Linked DNA regions of Mus musculus: regions 1 and 3 are each linked to region 2. Evidence: chromatin contacts called from public Hi-C and promoter capture Hi-C data. All regions are on one chromosome and are shown on one strand. The core of a region is the stretch at or near the end of the contact, and the rest is flanking DNA. Distances in the headings are between cores, read along the strand shown.

Region 1 (3,126 bases), core at 422-2,921, 140 kb after region 2:
TCATCGAGAAGGAAATGTCCAAGGAGGAGCTTATGGCCGTCCTGGAGCTTTATCGTGAGGAGCGAGGCACCTCCTCTGACGTGACCCGGCTGCTGGACACCCTCTCTCAGATGGAGAAATACCAGGTAAGGGGCCACAGGCTCTGCAGATTGCGGAGGGGGCGGGGCCTGCCACTTCAAGCCGGTGGCACCCACGCAGAAACGTCAATAGGATAGGAGCAGCAGCCTCCGTGGCCCACCCCTAGGTGAGTCCATGCCACACACACACACACTCCATAGCCTCCATTCCTCCCTAGCAAAATTCCATGGTGTTTCTGGGACGGCGATCGAGAACCAAAAGTGACCTGAGTCTGAAGATGTACCAGGAGGAGATCCAGGTAGGGGCTGGTGCCCTGGGAGGCCCCCTTCTGGTGGAGGGCTCGGAAAGGTCCCATGTCCTCCATGGAGCTAAGGACCGAGGCCCTTGGCAGCCCCCATGCTGATGCATCTTTTGATACTTTGCCGCATTCCTGGGTGGCCGCTCTTCCATCCTGTCCACTGCATGGCCATGCTGCCCCTTGAGGGTGCCCAGTGCCCCCAGTGGATCTTTCTAGAGATTTGAGTGACAGGAGGAGAGAGACCAGGGCCCCTGCAAGACCTGCTGCCTCTTCCTGCCCCTGTTGCCTGATGGGATTAAGCTCAGAGTTTTGACTTGGGGCCTTTTGATTTTAAGAAGGATAAGGTCAATTTCCTTCCTTCCTTCCTTCCTTCCTTCCTTCCTTCCTTCCTTCCTTTCTTCCTTCCTTCCTTCCTTCCTTCCTTCCTTCCTTCCTTCCTTCCTTCCTTCCCCTCCACCACCTCCCAGTCTTCCCATACCAGCAGCTGTTAAAAGTGTAAGCACCACGTGGGTCGCCACTAAGTCTTTCCAGCAGAACCCCAAGGCATGAGCCCTGCTTCTCTGGGGTCTCTGGGATTTCCTCTGCGGCAGCTTCATTATCACAAGACGTTTCAGTTGGCTCCCTTATATATGTGGAGGCCACTGAGCCTTGTGTCACTGATAGACCCCACCTCCACCCCCCAAGTGACACAACAGTCTGTGCCTGGCAGAGCAGTGGTGGCAACTGCCCAGGAGCACTTGGGCACCTAGAGGCCAGGCCACCTGCATCCTCTCCCAACCTGCCCAGCCTCTCTGGTGTCAGTTCCCCCCCCCCCCCCGCTAATGAGGGCAGAGCATTGGGCTGTCTCTGGAGAATTCTTTAAGCTCTCACAGTCTGGTCTGTGGCTTGGGTTTTGTTTCTTTAAATATGGGGGAGCTGTTTAACGCTCGCCCTACCAGAGTGCCCCAGACCCTGGAAGTAGGTGGCTTTCTGGGGAAGCTGGGAGGTTAAGAGCCTATGAGTTTCTGATGTGACCCATCGAAGGGCAGCAGCAGTGTCTGAGCCTGGGACCTGGCCTCCTCCAGAGCCTGTGTGTGGCCTGGCTCAGGCCTCTAACCGGTTTTTGTAGCTTTTTCCTCTATTGGTGGCCATTGTCTGTATCCCCAGGTTTGTGTTTGGGTGGTGACCTCAGTGGGTAGGCCTGGCTCTGCCTCTGCTGCTCCCCTCCCCCCCAAGCAGAGGTTCTTCCGCTCTCCCTCCCTTCCCCCCCCACCTGTGTGTCCCTCACACTGGCTGGGAGAGCTGGAGAGTTGGCAAGCGAGCGAACCACCCTCAGCAGCGCCCGCCTCTTCCCTAGGAGTGGTACGAGGAGCATGCCCGGGAACAGGAGCAGCAGAAGCTCAGGGGCAGCGTGCCCGGCCCTGCAGCCCAGCAGCCCCCTGGCAGTCGCCAGCGCTCCCAGACTGTCACCTAGCTGGGTTTCGTCAAGCCAGCCTCTTCTATGCAATAACACCATAGTATTATGTACTAGGACGTATGGGAACCATGTGTGTATGTAGACACACTCATATATATGCACATATTTACACAGAGACAGAAAAGAGACTATAGCCAGGGTCCGTTCCAGCCACCTCGCTCTGTCTTCCTGAGCTCCAGAAATAACCAGCTTAGGCTGGAGGCCCAGGCCTGGCGGAGCTCTCGTCCTACCATGGAAAACTCTGGAAGCCCTCTGCTCAAGAAGCCCCTTAAATAGGCTATCTCGTCTCAGCAATGCCGGCTTTCCCCGGGGAGGGATGGGGGGAGCTTGACCGCCTCCCTACTGCGGCCTCCAGCTTCGTCCCTACCTGAACCCCAGCCAACACAGGTGTCTGTGTCTGGTATGAGGATCAAAACCACTAGGAAGAAACCCCACACCCTGCAGGATGACATCTATCAATGACAAAAGTGTTAGAAGGTTCCCTTGAGGGAGACAGAAGAGCTTACTCTCTCAGGCTCCCAGTCCTTTCTTGTTGCTGGAACCCTACCACAACTCCCCCACCCCCACCCCCGGGAACCCCCACCCCCACCCCCGGCAGGATCCCTCCATGCAGGAGAAAGCCAACCAGAGGCCCTGGGAATTTGACTTGCTCAGGGGAGTTCATTTGAACTGGTGCTGAAGGCAGCCCCCCTCACCAACCACACTTTCACACTGCCTCCTCCAAGATTCTCATAAGCTAGGTGGGTAGGGGTGGCGAGTCAGGTCAGGTGACTTGTGGGAGTTCTTTTGAGGCCACCATAGTATATGGTGGCAGAGCGATGGAGCCCTGCTGTGTTGTCCACAAGGGGCTGAAGGTGGGCAGGGCCCGAAGTTGCCTAGCACCCCCACCCCCCCACCCCTGCGCACTCCCTCCAGGCTAACCTGGCCTTCCAAACCTGCTGTTGCTTGGGAGTTGGAGTGGGCAGGCACAGCCCCCCCCTCCTGTTCTCCCAGCCGCAGAACCAGGGGTCAAGCTGGAAAGCGGATGTTTTTACTTTAAATAAAGCACAGTTGCCCCCCCCCCCCCAATACATACACTATCCCCCAGGAAAAACCTCTGGTTTCCACAGAGAGTCAGGAGACTGGCCAAGTCCCTTCCACTTCAAAGAGCTCTTGGCCTCCACTTGGACTCCAGTTCCCAACCCTGAGAAGCAGTTTCATTTCCATAGCCGGTTGCCTTAGCTTCTTTGTGTGTGAGGGGCATTTTGGAAGCAGAAAGAGGGGAGGCCTATAAAGAGGGCGGTGGGGGGGGGGA
Region 2 (2,823 bases), core at 173-2,672:
GACAACGTGCTGGCTGAGCTCACCGCCCAGGGGGTTTCTGAGGCCATGGCCAAGGCCTGAGGCCTGAGTTGCCCGCCTTCCCTTTTGCCTTGCCTCTAGCCTGGCACATGCCTCCCTCCGCTCTCGGCGGGAGGAGCCAGAAGCGCTAAGGGGATCTGGCTGGTGGCTGTGGGGGGGGTGATGGGAGTCCACCAGGCCAGCTGGCTCCAACCTGTGGCTTCCGGCAAGAGCAGCAGAGATAGGACCACCAGCAAGGGCGACTTCCCTATGGAAAACGATGGCGCTTTGCCCTTCACACCACACACAAACGCACACGTGTCCTGTTGCACGCACGCACTCACGCACGTACACCACGTGCCTCTCCACTTCTCCCAGCTTGGGGAGAAAGAGACAGAAAGGCCCCCATGACATGTCCTGTGGAAATACCTGTGTCTCCATTACATCTGTATAGGCTCGTCCCTTTCCCAGGACTTGAGTCAAGCACGGGATAGTGGGGGGGACTCTGTAAGGCTTCAAGGGGTCGCTCTGCCCCTGGGCCTCAACCCCTTAACCCACGTCAGCGCTGCCACCTGCCCACTGAGCACTGCAAAGCCAATGGGGTAGAAACCCCAGGTTATTAAGTAGCTTTTCGCAGGCCACTGGGGACGAGGCTATCTTAACTTTGTGCTTGTGTCTATCTTTCCCGGGACCCTGACTTCTTCTTCTTCCTGTGTCCATCTCTTGACCTCTGTCTATCCCAGGCAAAGACATCGTCCTTGCCTCTGTACCGGCTTCTCCCCCACTAAACCGCTCCGGACATTTGAGACCCACTTCTGGCTTCAGGAGCGAGGGGAGGAGGCCTTGTTCAGGCTATACACGCATCAAGCTGAGCAGGCAGCAAAGCGTTAAACTTCTCCCTGCTTGAAAGTGGGCGGTGGGCGGCTGATCGTCTCAGGCCAACCAGAGGCCCGTTGCCCAGGCAACTCACCAGCTCCGCCTCTGAGGATTGGCTGCTGGGATGGAAGTCAGCCAAGCTTTAAAGGGACGCCAGCAATTGCTCTTTTGGAAAAAAAAAAAAAATCTACCAGTCCCACTGTGGGTGGAGAAATAAATGGTCTTTCTCCTTGTCAGGCCTTTTTCTGCCAAGAGAGGGTGCTGGGTGACTGTGCTCCTCTGGAACACCGGGAAGACAATAGCAAACGGAGGACCACGGTGGGGCGGGGGTGGGGGTGGGGTGGGGTGGGGGAGCAGTGCATGGGTCTTGTAACTGCCCAGTCATGCAGCATCAAGAGAAGTAGACAGGATTCTCTTGCGTGCAGCCCTCCAGGAGAATGAGGAAGACCTGGGAGACACCATATCAGCTCACCGAGGCCACCCTACCCTGGAGCAAGGAGCAGGGGAAGAGGCTCTGGCAGCTCAAGTGGACCCAAGCCTGTGGGAGATGCCCCAGTTCCAGGCGACCCTTGCTGGTCACACATGGGATAGCGCCACACCCTGCCTTTCTGTCTTAGGCAAACTCAGAATTCACAGGCTCCGCCAGCCGACTTCCTCCGCTGTGGGTCACTCTCAAATCATACCTCACACTCACAGAACCATTGAGCCCCAGAATTCAGATGCCCCCCCAGACCGTCAGATGCATTCAGTGGCTAGGGCAGGGTCTGGGAACCTCTGTTTCTAGCCAAGGAGCTTCTGACTGAGCCCTAGGGTACCCCGATTTTAACACGTCACGGCTAAGCATGCTCACGCATCACTTTATACAGGGTATAAGAGAGAGGAAGAGCCTGTGTCCGGCTTCGAGGCTCTGAATTGGCATGCTGGGCCCCCAGTCCGTTCTTCTGAGAACACCTGGTTGGGGCTGCCAGATGAGAGTGGAATACAGAAGGATCTGTGAGGTCACAGTGGCTAGCAGAAGTGGAAAACAGGAAGTTCCTGGCCAAGCCTATTGAATGCTTTTCTGAGTCCGCCAGGGTTGGCGTTCAGGTACAGCTGTATCCAGCAGCTTGGGGTGAGATGGGCGCCACGGGTATTGGAAGGGCTGTGTCCAGTGAAGCTGAGACTCCAGGCTCAGAGAAGAAAGTGAGGTTTGGTCAGTACAAGACTGGGCCCTACCAAAGGCTCCTATGCCCTGGCTGGCTACAGAGCACACAGGACCAGGCTTTGTCTGGGAGGCCCCAAGCAGTGAAGAAGGGGGCCTCAAGAAGATGCCTGGGCCAAAGAATGCTCAGGGAGGCCCCATGGCTCTGTCCCCAGCTGGCTCTGGCACTTTCTCAGCATCCAGCATCCTAGAGGGCCACTTGCTCCTATCCCCGTTTCTGGAACTCCTCGTGGGCTTGCTCCAAGTCTTCAAGTACCTGCAGCAGGTGGGTTGTGGCTGCTCTCTGCTGGGCCAGAACCTCAGCACAGGGCCCTGGAGGGAAAGAAAAGGCCACAGGGTTCATCAGGCTTCTGGTGGTTGTTACAGATTCCACCTCCTGATGCTGTAGGGTTTTTTCCCCCCATGCAGGAAGAATCCCCAAATTCACCAGGATACTGTCCCATTGGTGAACTGGAAACAAGAGGGCATGCAAGAGCAGGTGTGCTTGGCAAACCGGGGCATGCATCTGTAAGGGACAAGAATGGAACTCTTCTCCCTTACCGTCTGTGGCACTGGAGTCCCTCCCAGGGTCCACTTCTGTGTCCAGGCTGGAATCCTCCAGCAGTTTCAGCCTGAGAGTTGATAGGAAAAGGGACAAGGCTGGTTTCTGAGGCTCAATGCTGCTCCTACCCAAGATTCTCTGCTGCTTGTAGGAGAAATCTCGTCATCACCATGGTTACAATTGTCATCATTATCACCATCACTACCAT
Region 3 (2,874 bases), core at 96-2,595, 210 kb after region 2:
AGCATGGCTTTCCATTGCCTGACAATATCCACCCCAACCTCCCACCGGCTCCCACCTCCTACAGCAAGGGCGTACCGAGGCCTGTGGGAAGGCAAGGGACACACTATCTTGTTTGAGGTTAAAGGTCTTGGGACTTGGCAGGTGATAGGTGTCTGGTAAATATTTATTTATTGAGTGCAGGAAGGTGTGAGCAGCCGTTGCTCTGAACAGTAAATAACACCCAGGCTTCCTCTGCTGACTGTGAAATGTTAGGGACGGGAACATGATGTGAGAGTCACTCTTCCTATTCAGACTGGAGAACGGGACAACTGCTGGCTAGGCTCATCCTGTCTCCTTTCTGTCTTCTTTCCTTCCTTCCTTCCTTCCTTCCTTCCTTCCTTCCTTCCTTCCTTCCTTCCCTGCTTCCTTTTTTCCTTCTTTCCTCCCTTCCTTCTTTCCTTTCTTCCTTCCTCCCTCCCTCCCTTCTCTCTTCTTCCTTCCTTCTTTCCTCCTTTCCTTTCTTCCTCCCTCCCTTCCTTCTTTCCTCCTTTCCTTTCTTCCTCCCTCCCTCCCTTCCTTCCTTCCTCCCTCCCTTCCTTCCTTCCTTCCTTCCTCCCTCCCTCCCTTCTCTCTTCTTCCTTCCTTCCTTCCTTCCTTCCTCTCTCCCCTTCCCTCCTCCTCTTCCTTCCTTCCTTCCTTCCTTCCTTCCTTCCTTCCTTCCTTCCTTCCTTCCTTCCTTTCTTTCTTTCTTTCTTTCTTTCTTTCTTTCTTTCTTTCTTTCTTTCTTTCTTTCTTTCGACAGGGTCTCTCTATGCAGCCCCAAACTGTCCTGGAACTTGCTGTATATACCAGCTTGGCCTTGAACTCACAGAGACCCACTTGCCTCTACCTCCCAAGTACTGGCATTAAAGATATGTGCTACCATGCCTGGCCTGCATCTTTATTATCTTGTCTCAAACATAAGCTGACCCCAGTGTGAACCAGGGCAAAGTGGCCTGACCCAGCAACAACTCTGAACCCAAAGTCAGATCTGGGGTGTGCCTATGTTATTGAAGGAGTCCAAGATGAGGGGTACACTCTACCTCTTGCTTGCCAGCCCCTGCTAATGTATGTTTTTTGAACCTCCATTTCCACACTTGCCAGATGAGCCCAGGTCGTTCATGAGCCATGAGCTGCGTAAGGAAGACAGAGAGGATTGAATACCCCCACGGGTTCATCTTGGTCATTTTTTGTTGTGAGTTCTCACCAGGACCCCAGAATCAGGAGCTGTCCCTTTAACAAGGAGGAGGGGCCAGGCCCTGGTAGCCGGAAGCTGATCTGGTAGCCAGTGCGTCCAGGTTGGTCCTGGCTGGGCTGTCCTTCAGGAAGGTAAGGGAGGCATTGTGGGAGTGGCTGGGGACCGTGGGGCAGTGTGTTGGGCAGTGAGTGGTGTGAGTGTGGTTACCAGTCTAGTAGCATCTGCCCTATCTTGTCACCTCACAGAAGGCAGGCCCTGCAGTCCCTGAGAGTAGTTAGCAGGGTGTGCTTGCTGGAGGGGCGGTCAGTTAGCTTGGCTTTCTAGTTTTTTTTTTTCCTGACTTAGCTGCTGTGTGCCACTAGATGGCCCATGGGGAAAGGACCCCTGGACTGTTGGAGTCGGAGTAAGGTCTGGACCAGATGAGAATCCTTACAAGTGGATTCCAGTAAGAAAGTCGCAGGGCCCCAGCTGTTCAAGCCCTTTTATGTGGGTGCTGGAGAGCTGAACTTGGGTCCTCACTGCTCAGCTCTAGCACCTGCCTCAGTGGTGAGAGGTGGGGTCCCTGGGTCTTGGCTCAGCTGAGTCCCCCACCCTGACAGTGGTGAAGCGGCCCCTCAGGAGGAGCAGAGAGGCCTGGGGACAGAGCCAAGCGTCTCAGCAGTTTTCCCTTGCTGCTTTTGTTTGTTCAGGGGAGGGTTTCTCTGTGTGGCTGTCATGGAACTCACTCTATAGACCAGGCTGGCCTCGAACTCACAGAACTGTCTGCCTCTGCCTCCCGAGTCCTGGGATTGAAGGTGTGCGACTCTTATGGATAATTGCCAATGGTACCAAATAGTCTCATTTTGAATGAATGAATGAATGAATGAATGATGATGATGATGATGATAATGATGGTGATAAGGAGGAGGGAGAGGAAGAAGAAGATATCAACAGTCCAGTAGATAAGATGCCACACAGTGGCTGGGCAGTGGTGGCGCACGCCTTTAATCCCAGCACTTGGAAGGCAGAGGCAGGTGGATTTCTGAGTTCGAGGCCAGCCTGGTCTACAGAGTGAGTTCCAAGACAACCAGGGCTACACAGAGAAACCCTGTCTTGAAAAACAAAAACAAAAACAAAATAAAAAACAAAACAAAACAAAACAAAACAAAAGATGCCATACAGTGTGGAAGCGCTGGAACTTTGAGCCTGTGGCCTTGTGTACCAACCCCTCTGAGTCACCAGTTACAAAATGGAGTTAAATACAGGCCTCTGTCAGGATTTCTCGGAGCCTTCTGAGATAAGAAGGAAGGAGCTGGGCATCGTGCCCAGTTTCCTGCCAGCCCCATACAACAGTTAGCCCTTATCAAGTCATGCAGGGTACAGTGGGCAGACACCTCCTTTTCATGGTTGGACTTAATCCTCTTAAGGAACCTGTGCTGCCCAGAGCTGACCAGTGTGTGGCGTAGTTCATAATTAGCTCGTTCTTATCTTTCTGGCCCAAGAGGTCGCTCCTGACTTCATACCCAAAGGAGACTTTAAAAAAAGAAAGATTTATTTTATGTATGTGGATGCTTTATTTTGTATATACATCTATATGTACACCAGAAAAGGTCATCTGATCTTATGAGACTAGGATTAGAGATGGTTGTGAACCATCTGTAATGGGATCCGATGCCCTC

Evidence for each region. A called contact is a pair of places that touch in the nucleus more often than the background predicts. Capture Hi-C pulls out chosen DNA fragments and counts their contacts.
Region 1: a Hi-C map of brain shows a contact between it and region 2, with 2.4 times the contacts expected there. The contact joins two enhancer-like sites. A contact is called at or near these places in 3 of 484 Hi-C or Micro-C datasets (brain, cerebellum and nephron progenitors) and 2 of 9 other capture datasets (adipose tissue and pancreatic islet).
Region 3: a contact with region 2 is called in a promoter capture Hi-C map of pancreatic islet. The contact joins two enhancer-like sites. A contact is called at or near these places in 1 of 484 Hi-C or Micro-C datasets (bone marrow-derived macrophages), 1 of 115 datasets of contacts at active chromatin or transcription factors (pancreatic cancer cells) and 3 of 9 other capture datasets (adipose tissue, liver and pancreatic islet).

The regions. Positions count from the first base shown.
Region 1 is chr5:120,534,811-120,537,936 of GRCm38.p6, reverse strand. Tpcn1 (two pore channel 1) reads left to right here. Exons shown (of 28, transcript NM_145853.2): 26 at 1-125; 27 at 296-376; 28 at 1,713-3,126. The coding sequence ends at 1,829. Among named protein-coding and RNA genes, the nearest start is that of Slc8b1, 25 kb to the right of the region's middle. Within about 2 kb of position 1,671, at least 27 of the 459 cell types and tissues checked have an H3K27ac peak or open chromatin away from gene starts, as enhancers often do. A contact at or near this core is called in brain and cerebellum, where this site is marked.
Region 2 is chr5:120,678,485-120,681,307 of GRCm38.p6, reverse strand. It overlaps Rasal1 (RAS protein activator like 1 (GAP1 like)), which reads right to left. Exons shown (of 22, transcript NM_001359144.1): 21 at 2,615-2,685; 22 at 1,711-2,386. The coding sequence ends at 2,280. Dtx1 (deltex 1, E3 ubiquitin ligase) reads left to right here. Exons shown (of 10, transcript NM_008052.3): 10 at 1-1,044. The coding sequence ends at 60. Among named protein-coding and RNA genes, the nearest start is that of Rasal1, 31 kb to the right of the region's middle. Within about 2 kb of position 1,422, at least 149 of the 459 cell types and tissues checked have an H3K27ac peak or open chromatin away from gene starts, as enhancers often do. A contact at or near this core is called in brain, cerebellum and pancreatic islet, where this site is marked.
Region 3 is chr5:120,465,747-120,468,620 of GRCm38.p6, reverse strand. Sdsl (serine dehydratase-like) reads left to right here. Exons shown (of 9, transcript NM_001384254.1): 2 at 1,123-1,347. Among named protein-coding and RNA genes, the nearest start is that of Sdsl, 5.6 kb to the left of the region's middle. Within about 2 kb of position 1,345, at least 72 of the 459 cell types and tissues checked have an H3K27ac peak or open chromatin away from gene starts, as enhancers often do. A contact at or near this core is called in pancreatic islet, where this site is marked.